Linked DNA regions of Mus musculus: region 2 is linked to region 1. A link is a contact called in public Hi-C data. All regions are on one chromosome and are shown on one strand. The core of a region is the stretch at or near the end of the contact, and the rest is flanking DNA. Distances in the headings are between cores, read along the strand shown. Region 1 overlaps Bcas1 (breast carcinoma amplified sequence 1). Region 2 has its middle 53 kb from the start of Gm17619.

The links. Hi-C and Micro-C count contacts between places; a contact is called where the count stands out from the background.
Region 2: a contact with region 1 is called in a Hi-C map of the C2C12 cell line, with 1.8 times the contacts expected there. The contact joins two enhancer-like sites. A contact is called at or near these places in 5 of 484 Hi-C or Micro-C datasets (the C2C12 cell line, CD8 T cells, cardiomyocytes and 2 more), 2 of 115 datasets of contacts at active chromatin or transcription factors (embryonic stem cells and pancreatic cancer cells) and 2 of 9 other capture datasets (adipose tissue and liver).

What each region holds. Positions count from the first base shown.
Region 1 is chr2:170,401,517-170,406,285 of GRCm38.p6, reverse strand. Bcas1 (breast carcinoma amplified sequence 1) reads left to right here. Exons shown (of 13, transcript NM_029815.2): 4 at 1-12. Among named protein-coding and RNA genes, the nearest start is that of Bcas1, 24 kb to the left of the region's middle. Within about 2 kb of position 2,360, at least 16 of the 459 cell types and tissues checked have an H3K27ac peak or open chromatin away from gene starts, as enhancers often do. A contact at or near this core is called in the C2C12 cell line, where this site is marked.
Region 2 is chr2:170,244,969-170,249,737 of GRCm38.p6, reverse strand. No RefSeq gene overlaps it. Among named protein-coding and RNA genes, the nearest start is that of Gm17619, 53 kb to the right of the region's middle. Within about 2 kb of position 1,892, at least 106 of the 459 cell types and tissues checked have an H3K27ac peak or open chromatin away from gene starts, as enhancers often do. A contact at or near this core is called in the C2C12 cell line, where this site is marked.

The DNA.
Region 1 (4,769 bases), core at 1,111-3,610:
TCTGCAGGGGAGGTAAGTGTGTGGAAGGCTACCAGCTTCCTCTCCGATGACAGCTTCTGTGGGAGGTGCTGTCGGGCGAGACCAGTACATGTCACCCTACAGTCACCCAAGGTCTAGACAAGGTAAGCTTCCACTACATTCCGCGTAGGCAGAAACATCCGAAGAACAAAAACCTCTGTAGACCCTGTTTTATGTAAAGAAAAAGAAGTGGTAGGTGACTTACACAGAGACAAATCTTGTCTCCTAATCCAAACCCAAGGTACAGGACGTATGTACAGGAAAGAAAGGCGCCGCGGTGGTTGGGGGGGGGGGGGGAGGGGCGGGAGGAGGGGGGCAGGGAGAAACATGACTTCTACAAAGCCTAAACACCAGGCTGCGGATGTAGATGGTGATCGGTGACTGCTTGCCCAGCAGACCTGAAGCCCTGGGTTTGATCCCCAAGGCTCATAACCCCCAGGGATGAAGGAAGGTTCAGGTATTTTAATCCCAGCACTTGGGACGTAGAAACAAGAAAATCTAAAATTCAAGGTCATCCTTGGCTACTTAAGGCCAGCCTGAGCTACAGAGGACCCCGTCTCAAAGGAAAGAAAATAATGAATCGTACAGTGACAGGGTCCAGGCAAATTTTCCAGACAGCTGAAACTGTAAAAAGGACAATAAGACTCATCTACTGAAGCCTCTTGCTACCGATATTTTTCTACGCCCATAAATTTGGACTCCAAGGTCTTCCCGGTGTCTGCTCCCAGACTGTGTTAGCTTGACATACAGTCCAATGAGCAGCATGTGGGGAGGGGTCTGGACTCACACTGTCAGCCTCACTGCAGAAAGCATCGTATCCTGCGCCAAAAGCCCTAAGCTGCTCTTCTTGGGGCTGTGAACTGGTCACCGATAGTCATGATGATTCCAGGCAATTGTTTACGCATTTCGTCAGTGTAGAGAAACTCTGGCTGGGTTTGCTTCGATGCCCCTGGGTGTTGAGAGCCATTCAGAGGTGGTAAGCTTCTTTAACAGTCAGAGGCTTTTAAGGCGTCTGACTCCAGAGCCCGTCCATCACCTGAATTAGGGAAAAATAGAGTTATTTAGAGAGAGAGAGAGAGAGAGAGAGAGAGAGAGAATGAAGAGCTCTGCTCTGCCCGTCTTTGCACGGTTGCCTAGTGACCCAGCCAAATCCTCCGTCTTAATCAAACAAACCAAACCAGCAGCCACCAGCTAGTTCTCTCGTCACAAACCCCAGCACACTCGTTCATTCTTTCAAAGAATCATTTTGAAGTGAGCCGTTTTGAAGTGTTGTTTTGCCTTGTCTGCCTCCTCCTCTGTTGGGCAGGGGTGAGGGACACCTTCGGAGACAACATGGGTGAGGGACACCCTCAGAGACAGCAGCTAGACTTAATGGCAGTTAATGGGTTTCCAGGTGAAACTGCCTTCCAGACGCAATCTGGGTTAGAAACATAGGAAGTATGAATGTAGTCTGGCCCAGGGGGATGTTCGCAGTTAAAACCATCTTTCAGAGTGCCCCACCCTCAGTTATAACATGTGTTTCTTCCTGGATAAAAGACCCTCTTGGCTACACTTGCCAAGGAAACTCCTGTGCTCAGCTGGGCTACCCTACAAATGTCCATGCTTTGGTTGGCAGTATCACTGAAATTTGAAATATTGTCTATCTTGTACTGTGCATGTCTACAACATTTTTTATACATAGTATGAGATAACCGTTTCACCTTCAGCCTACAAACACATGGCTATTTGAATGCATATATATGCACAAGGATTTTTAAAAGCTAAACAGAAAAAGAAAAAAAAAAAGAAGCCCTCTGATCTGTCAAGGTTTTCCATCTGGCTCCTATGGCCTACTTCAGTGTTTGGGGAGAAAACCATTGGTTTGTTTGTTTGTTTGTTTGTTTGTTTGTTTTTTAGTAGAGTGAGAAAAAACAGCTCTCAGAAAATAACATGAATAAAACTTCCCAATCAGTAACATTCTCTTGGATCTAGAGTACCGCCAGGGTGCAGTTGACCAGCATTGACTCAGAATTCTTCCGGGTAAATGAAGCCTTGGGTTCTGCCGAGTCAGCTGTCCCTCCCCCTCTCCCATCCCCCACAGTTCCCTGCCTCCACCCCCACTACCACTGAGTCCTCCTAGCTGGGTTTGGAATTCCAGCCACAATCCCACCAAGATGTGAATCAGGACAGAGGTAACTCCCCACTCCCCACCCCCCAAATCTCCTCCTGGGGGGGAAAAACACACAAATCTGTGTTTTCAGAATGACAATCTTATCTGTGTGGCTTATAAAACTACATTCAGACCATAGCATCATTAAAACAAGGCGAGGATTCATGGACAAGTGGGGCATTTACCACATAGGCCAAAGAAAAGATAAATTATAGGCCTGAAAGCTGACTGAGCTGTGATTCACACAAACCAACTGGCTGGCAGGGACGGGGCTTTTTTTTCCCCCTCTCTCTCCCCAAGTGAACCAGGGTTCTAAGATAAACATTTAATAGATCTCGCACGTGCGCAAAACGATCCTACAATGGCAATCTGGTTTTACTGCTCATAAAAGAAAACACTGGGTGTCTGTTTCTCTCTCAGTCCTTCCAGGGGTATCTTTGTGGTGGGCTCGAGGAGGAGCGGTCGTTGCCAGGAATGGTTCCTCAGGAACTAGAAATGCTTCTTTTTGCTTTATGAATTTATTCAAGTTCTGCGGCGCTTATTTAAACAGGAACCCTGTACAAGAAGAGAAAGATGGCTGGCTTTGGTAGTTCTAGCGTGATCTCATCGTATCCGTCTTCACAACCCTCCCCCCCCCCAAACTTTTCGTTACATTTATTATTTATTACATTTACATTATTATTTATTTGTGGGTTGTTTGTCTGTCTGTCAGCATGAGTACACGCATGCGTGTAGGTCAGAGGACAACCTGTGGGAGCCGATTCTCTCTTTCCACCATGTCGGTCCCTGAATCCGATCTCTGGTCATCAGGCATGGCAGCAGTGCACCCGGACTTGCTGAGCCCTCTCGAAGGCCCCAGCAGACTTTCCTAAGGGATGCCAGCTCCGGGCCCCCAGGTCACTCCAGCCACAGGAACCACAGTCTGAAGAGCAAGCCTGCTGTTTCCGCTCCCTGATCGCCTTCTTTCCAGCACTACGTTCAGAAACGCTGCTCTCCTGGGAAGAAGACAGGCGGACAGTAAAGTGGATGTGGTGGTGCACGCCTGTAATCCCAGCACTTGGGAGGCGAAGGCAGGAGAATCGGGTATTCAAGATTATCCTCTGCTACACAGTGGGCAGGAGGCTGGCCTGGACTACACAAGATCCTGTCTCCAAACCAAACCAAACCAAAACCAACAACAGCAAACAAACAACAACAAAAACTGGGACAGGAAATAAATTTAAATGACTGGGAGGAGAATTTGGAAAGCATTATCTAAAAGGACAAAATGTGTGTGTTTCTGTGTGTGTGTCTGTGTGCATATGTGTGTGCGTCTCTCTCTCTCTCTCTCTCTCTGTGTTTCTTTGCATAACACCAAGCAGTTCTTAGTAGGAATTCTTAGATCTCTCTCAGAAAACATGGCAGAGGAGAGTGCAAACGCACACACATATAAATGTGTGTGTATATATATATATATATATGTTATATATAATATACATATAAATATGTAATATATATTAAATGGCAGAGGAAAGTGGAAACAAACAAATATACATACATGCATACATACATATGTACGTATGTACATGTGCACGTGCATGTGTGCATGCATGTGTGTCTTTGTATTTTACGTGTCTGGGCGTTTGTCTGTGTACCATGAGCATGTGTCACCCTCAGAGCCGGAAGAGGGTGTCAGATCCCTGCCGCTGTAGTTACTGGAGTTTGTGAGCTGCTGTGTGGGTGCAAAGGACTCTTAACTGCTGAGCCATCTCTCCAGCCCTTAGACTTTTACATTTTAAGATTTATTTGATTTCCACTTGAGATCTGATCATTTCCCAGATAGGAGCATGGCTATCTCTAGGAAATTTGTTTCAACCCTGTGTGATGACAACACAATTAAAAAAAATTTTTTTTCAGTACACTTGTCTTTCAAATGACCCAGTTTAAAGTTAATTATTTACTGAGGCACTGGACAACATTTTATCCATAACGTTATTGACTTTCTACTGATGGCATTCCGGGCTTTGTGTATGCTACATAAGCACACTGCATTTGAGTGATCAATCCCCAGTCCAAGGATTTTTTTTTTTTTTTAATTTTAGCTTCCTTTGCAAGAGGAAAGTTTAGAATTGAGAAAAACCCACTAGGTTGTAACTCTCCACCACAGCCTCATGTACCCACTTGCCCACCATGAAAGGGCAGTGGAAATATTGAAATTAGTAGTAGTAATTTCTTTCCCATGATGGCTCAGTAGATGTACGCTTTCCTCATTTGTTTATTCCTCTATGTTTTCTCTATTTTTAGGTGTTTTTTTTTTAATTTAAGAGGGGATTGTGAAAGGGCATTGCAATATAGAAATATTGCAATCCTCCAGCACCGCTTCTCAAGTGCTGGGATTACAGGCGTGAGCTGCCAAGCCTGGTTTGTCTGTTTCACACAATAAAAACACAAAACAAAACAGAAACACAGCCAACATTTCTCCTGTTCGTCCAGTAGGTGGCGCCGTGGGACAAGAGCATCCCGAGGCGCACTGGACATCTGCAGGCCTCCCTTGCCGATCACAGTGGCGCCCACAAGAGATGATTTTCTCTCTGCTTAGTTCCCAAACTCAGCGATCCAGACC
Region 2 (4,769 bases), core at 643-3,142, 160 kb after region 1:
CTCTGGTTGGTGGATTAGAAAAGAGGTTTAACCATTTAAAAACTCTAAATAAAGTAGGTTTTGAAAAAAAACAAAACAAAACTAAGCCTACGGGAACTGAACTCTGGTTCCCTGCAAGAGGAACAAGTGCTCCTAACCACTGAGCCATCTCATCAGCCCCTGAGATAGTGAAGACCCACTGGGTTGCACACAATGACTTCACTAAGTGAGCAGATGCAAGCATTACATAACTTGTAAAGCTCCGTCTCAGGAATACAGCGAGACCTGAGGAGGAACCAAAGCAAGGAAAGAGAAGGGTTAAAAAGGACTCACTTGCCGGGAGGTGGTGGCGCACACCTTTAATCCCAGCACTTGGGAGGCAGAGGCAGGCAGATTTCTGAGTTCAAGGCCAGCCTGGTCTACAAAGTGAGTTCCAGGACAGCCAGGAATACACAGAGAAACCCTGTCTCAAAAAAAAAAAAAAAAAAAAAAAAAAAAAAAGAATCACTTGGCAGGTCCCTGCTGCTCACTCTGCCTCTCTTCATCCCTGCCCTGTCCTTCCTGCAACATGCATGGACCAACTCTCTACCACAGCATTGTCTTGGTGACAAACATCTGCCCCTCTGCCCCAGACTTACATACTACAGCCTTGGTCATACAAAGACAGAGAGACTGGCAATCCTTTAGGCAGATTCCATTCTCCCGAAAAAGGAGAATCCAGTGCACTAGCTCCCAGCATCCGTCAGCCATCGACAGCAAGGCAGAGCCATGGAGAACAAACACAGAATCTAAGAATGACTTCTTTTGAGACCGTAGACCTGGGCCAAGCAGGGGAGGGTGGAAGAAACTCATGAGTAGGGCTGATCATCTGATGGTGAATCTCTTAAGTGTATTTCCCTCCTTGTAAGAGGGGCAGTGAGATTGGGACTGGAGACGTAAGTCGGGAGCTTGCCAAATATTCATGAGGTCCCAGATCCTAACCCAGCACCATAAATAATAATCATAATCAGCATCATGACAATAATAAAACATCAAGTTCCTTCCATGGAGAAGGCTTGTCAGCAAGCTTGCTTCCCTGTGGTCATCCCTTTTCCTGGGAAACATTCCTGGATCCCCCAGGATCCCTCAAGATGACAAGGTTCCCAAGGGATTCAGCAACCCGACCTTCCCTGCACTTCTTCCTTGGCCCCTGAAATGCTGGCAATATCCCCACTAAAAATCATCTCTACAACAGACGTCCATTTTCAAATTGTGGGCTGCCTACTTCATTTAAATTGCTTTCTGTTCTACCTTCCTCGGAGCCCACAGGCATCTCTTGCAGACCAGGATCTTGTGCTCCTTGCCAGCCCTGTATGTCTGGCTCGAATTAAACTTGTGACCACCTAGTGGCCTCACAGAACTTCCCAGGAACTGCCGTCTGTCCATCACCCACTGCAGGCAGCAATAACGGATGTCGGAGTCCACACCAGTTCCTGGTAAATTTTCTTATTCCTTCCAGCCCTTCCCATGAGGCTTCAGGGACCGCTGGGAATCCTGAGTCTCTCATACAAATATTTGATCTCCCAGACATTTCACCAGTGGGTCTTCCGTCGTCAGCACTGAGTCAGCAGAGTGTCCAGAATAGATCAAAGACAGCCCCACAGTCTGTCATCGAAGACCTCCTGAGTTGCTCTGACTCAACCGGGATGCTATGAATTTTGTCCCTAAGACAGGAAAGGTGGTTGCCCAGATTGTTCTGTGTTTCATTTTTTTTAAAAAATAAGAACAGAAAAGATCTGCTAGGATCATAATCTAAGACATCAAGCATAGGGGAGCCCTCAGGAGCACTTCAAAGCAGTTAGCGAGGTGTGGTCATGTTTTTCTGCACCAGCTGGGAGGGATTCTGAGTCAGAGCTCCTGGATGTGTAACCAGGGTGGCAGAGCAATAAGAGTTACAGCTGGGATTCGAATGTAGGCTGGTGACTCATAGCCTAGAGGGTTCATCTCTATACTGAACCAGGAAGCTGCTTTCTTCTTCTTCTTCTTCTTCTTCTTCTTCTTCTTCTTCTTCTTCTTCTTCTTCTTCTTCTTCTTCTTCTTCTTCTTCTTCTTCTTCTTCTTCTTCTCCTTCTCCTTCTCCTTCTCCTTCTCCTTCTCCTTCTCCTTCTCCTTCTCCTTCTCCTTCTCCTTCTCCTTCTCCTTTTTCTTCTTCATCTTCTTCTTCTTCCTCCTCCTCCTCTTCCTCCTCCTCCTCCTCCTTCTTCTTCCTCTTCCTCCTCCTCCTCCTCCTTCTTCTTCCTCTTCCTCCTCCTCCTCTTCCTCCTTCTCCCTCTCCCTCTTCCTCTTCTTCCTCCTCTTGCTCCTCCTCTTCTTCCTCCTCCTCCACTTCTTCTTCCCCCTTTTGTTCCTCCTCTTCTTGCTCCTCCTTCTCTTGCTCCTCCTCCTCCTCCTTTTTCTCCTCCTCCTCCACCACTGCCACCACCATCATCATTCAAAAGGCCAGGAAGTGAATATCTCAGTTAGAGGGACCACACAGCCACACAGTGTGGGCCATGTAAACACTATATATCAATGGGTGAGGCCCTCTTCAAATACAATTTTGATAACAAAACAGGCAATAGAAATATCTAGTCCTAATCCCAGCATTTAGGAGACAGAGGCAGGAGGATCTCTATGAGTTCCAGGGCAGCATAGTATATATAGTAAGTTCCAGACCAGCCAGGGCTATACAGTGAAACACTGGAAGGAGTTGGAGGGTGGGGAGATAGAGGACAGACAGATGGACAGACAGGCAGAAAAAATTGGAGAAGGGAAGACAGACAGACACAGATCCTGTTCATTACCACAAAGCTATAAAAACAGGGAAAGGGGCTGCACAAACAGGGGAAGCAGGCACTGGGGCTGGGACTGTGTGTCAGGTTCTCAGAGGAATGACAGCTTGCTGAATGCTGCTGTTAGGGAGCTGGGGAAAGAGCATCCATGAGAAGAACAGGGAGATGCCAGGAAGGCTCAAAGAGGAGAGAACAGGGCTGCGGATGGAGAGTCATTGGTGCAGTTGGTAATTTCCAGGAGAGCCAGAGAGTGCTAACAGGGGCTTCATCTGCACAGCCAGCCTGCTTAGCCAACAAGCTATGAAGATGTAAATGAAAGCAGGGTCCTCGCCTCCCCAAGTTACTTCCTCTGGTTAAGGTGTCTATCACAGCACCAGGAAGGCAAACCAGGGCGCCCTCCTATGTCTTCTTGTCCCCTGAAAGGAAAAAGGAGTTTGTAACCAAAACAAAAAGCACAGAACTGCTCCTGAACCGTGCCATAGTTCAGTTTAAGTCACTGTCTTGACTCTGGGTGATACTGGGGTGACAGATAACGGTGCATCATTTGTCAATGCCTAAAGCTAAGAGGACGGAAAAGAAATCCTACAGGCATCCCCAACTTCCGAGTTCTCCGGCTTCCATGTTTCACGATGCCACTCTCACCCGCCAAATGATCGGGTATCCGGAGATGTGTCTCCTGACATCAGCCCCCACTCCCACGCTGGTGAGTCAGAACACTAAATTCATGAAGACAAATTTGATTAAGCTTCACGCTGTGGTGACCAACAGCTATTTTTCTTGAGGCATTGAATCCAAACCTCTCGGGTGTGGGGACGAATGAGCCAGGCATTGCTGGGCCAAGTCAGGGCAGGGCTTGAAGTATAAGTCTCAGCACAAGCAGAGAGCTCCTTGGTTAATCTTTTATTCAGGCACAGGTCCAGGGGCATCACTGATTAAATTTTTTTATTTGGGCACAGGCATTGTTTTAAGGGGTAATTACAGACAATCCATATACAGGCATGCCTGGGCAGCTTCTAAGAGGAAAACTTTAGACCAAATTCTGGATCCCAAAGAGATCCTCCCATTGATATGTTAATCATCTCCTGTGTGCCAGCCTGCTGCGAAGAGATACTTACTGGAACAAAGGAGAAGCCTGTGGGAGAATAAAGCGGGGTAAGTGGTCTCAGACTGTAACCCCTATCGATATTGACAGGAGCTGGAGGAATTCTGACCCATTCATGGGTTTAAAGGGACAATCAAGCAGGGTATGGTGGCTCATGCTTGTAATCTAGCCATTGAGGGGACCTGAGGTAAGAGGATTGCCAAAAGTTCCAGGCCAGCCTGGGTATTTAGTATTAAGACCCTACCTCAGGAGGGGGGAAAAATGAGGCTGGAGAGATGGCTTAGCTAAAAAGAGTGTGTACTTACTGTTCCTGCAAAGGACCTGAGTCCTGCACCCAGCACACAGCACACAGCACCCACCGCACTGCCTGTAACTCCAGCTCCAGGTGACCTATTTAGGCATATTCACATACACAGAAACACAAATACATATAAATAACAAGAAGGAGAAGGAGGAGGAGGAACAGGAGAAGGAGGGAGAGGAGGAAGAGGAAGAGAAGGAGGAGGAGGAGGAGAAATAATAAAGGTCCATTATGAATGACTCTATCTGGAATCAACTGGCATTTCCACTCCATGCTCTTAGCACACACAGCACAAACATTTGGGCATTATCATTCCACAGAAAGGCAACCCTTGCACAGGAAACAAATAAAAGCCACCTGCCTATAAATCAAACTGACTACAATCAAATACTGGTCACCTGCCTGTGACTACATTCCCAGAGTTAATGATGAATTCACAGATTGTGTGTGTGTGTGTGTGTGTGTGTGTGTGTGTGCGCGCGCGCGCGCGCGCCCTCACACAACTGTGGTGTGGGGGATTGAACCTGGGGCCTCTTGCATGCTAAGCAAGCACTCTGCCACTAAGCTATATATCCCA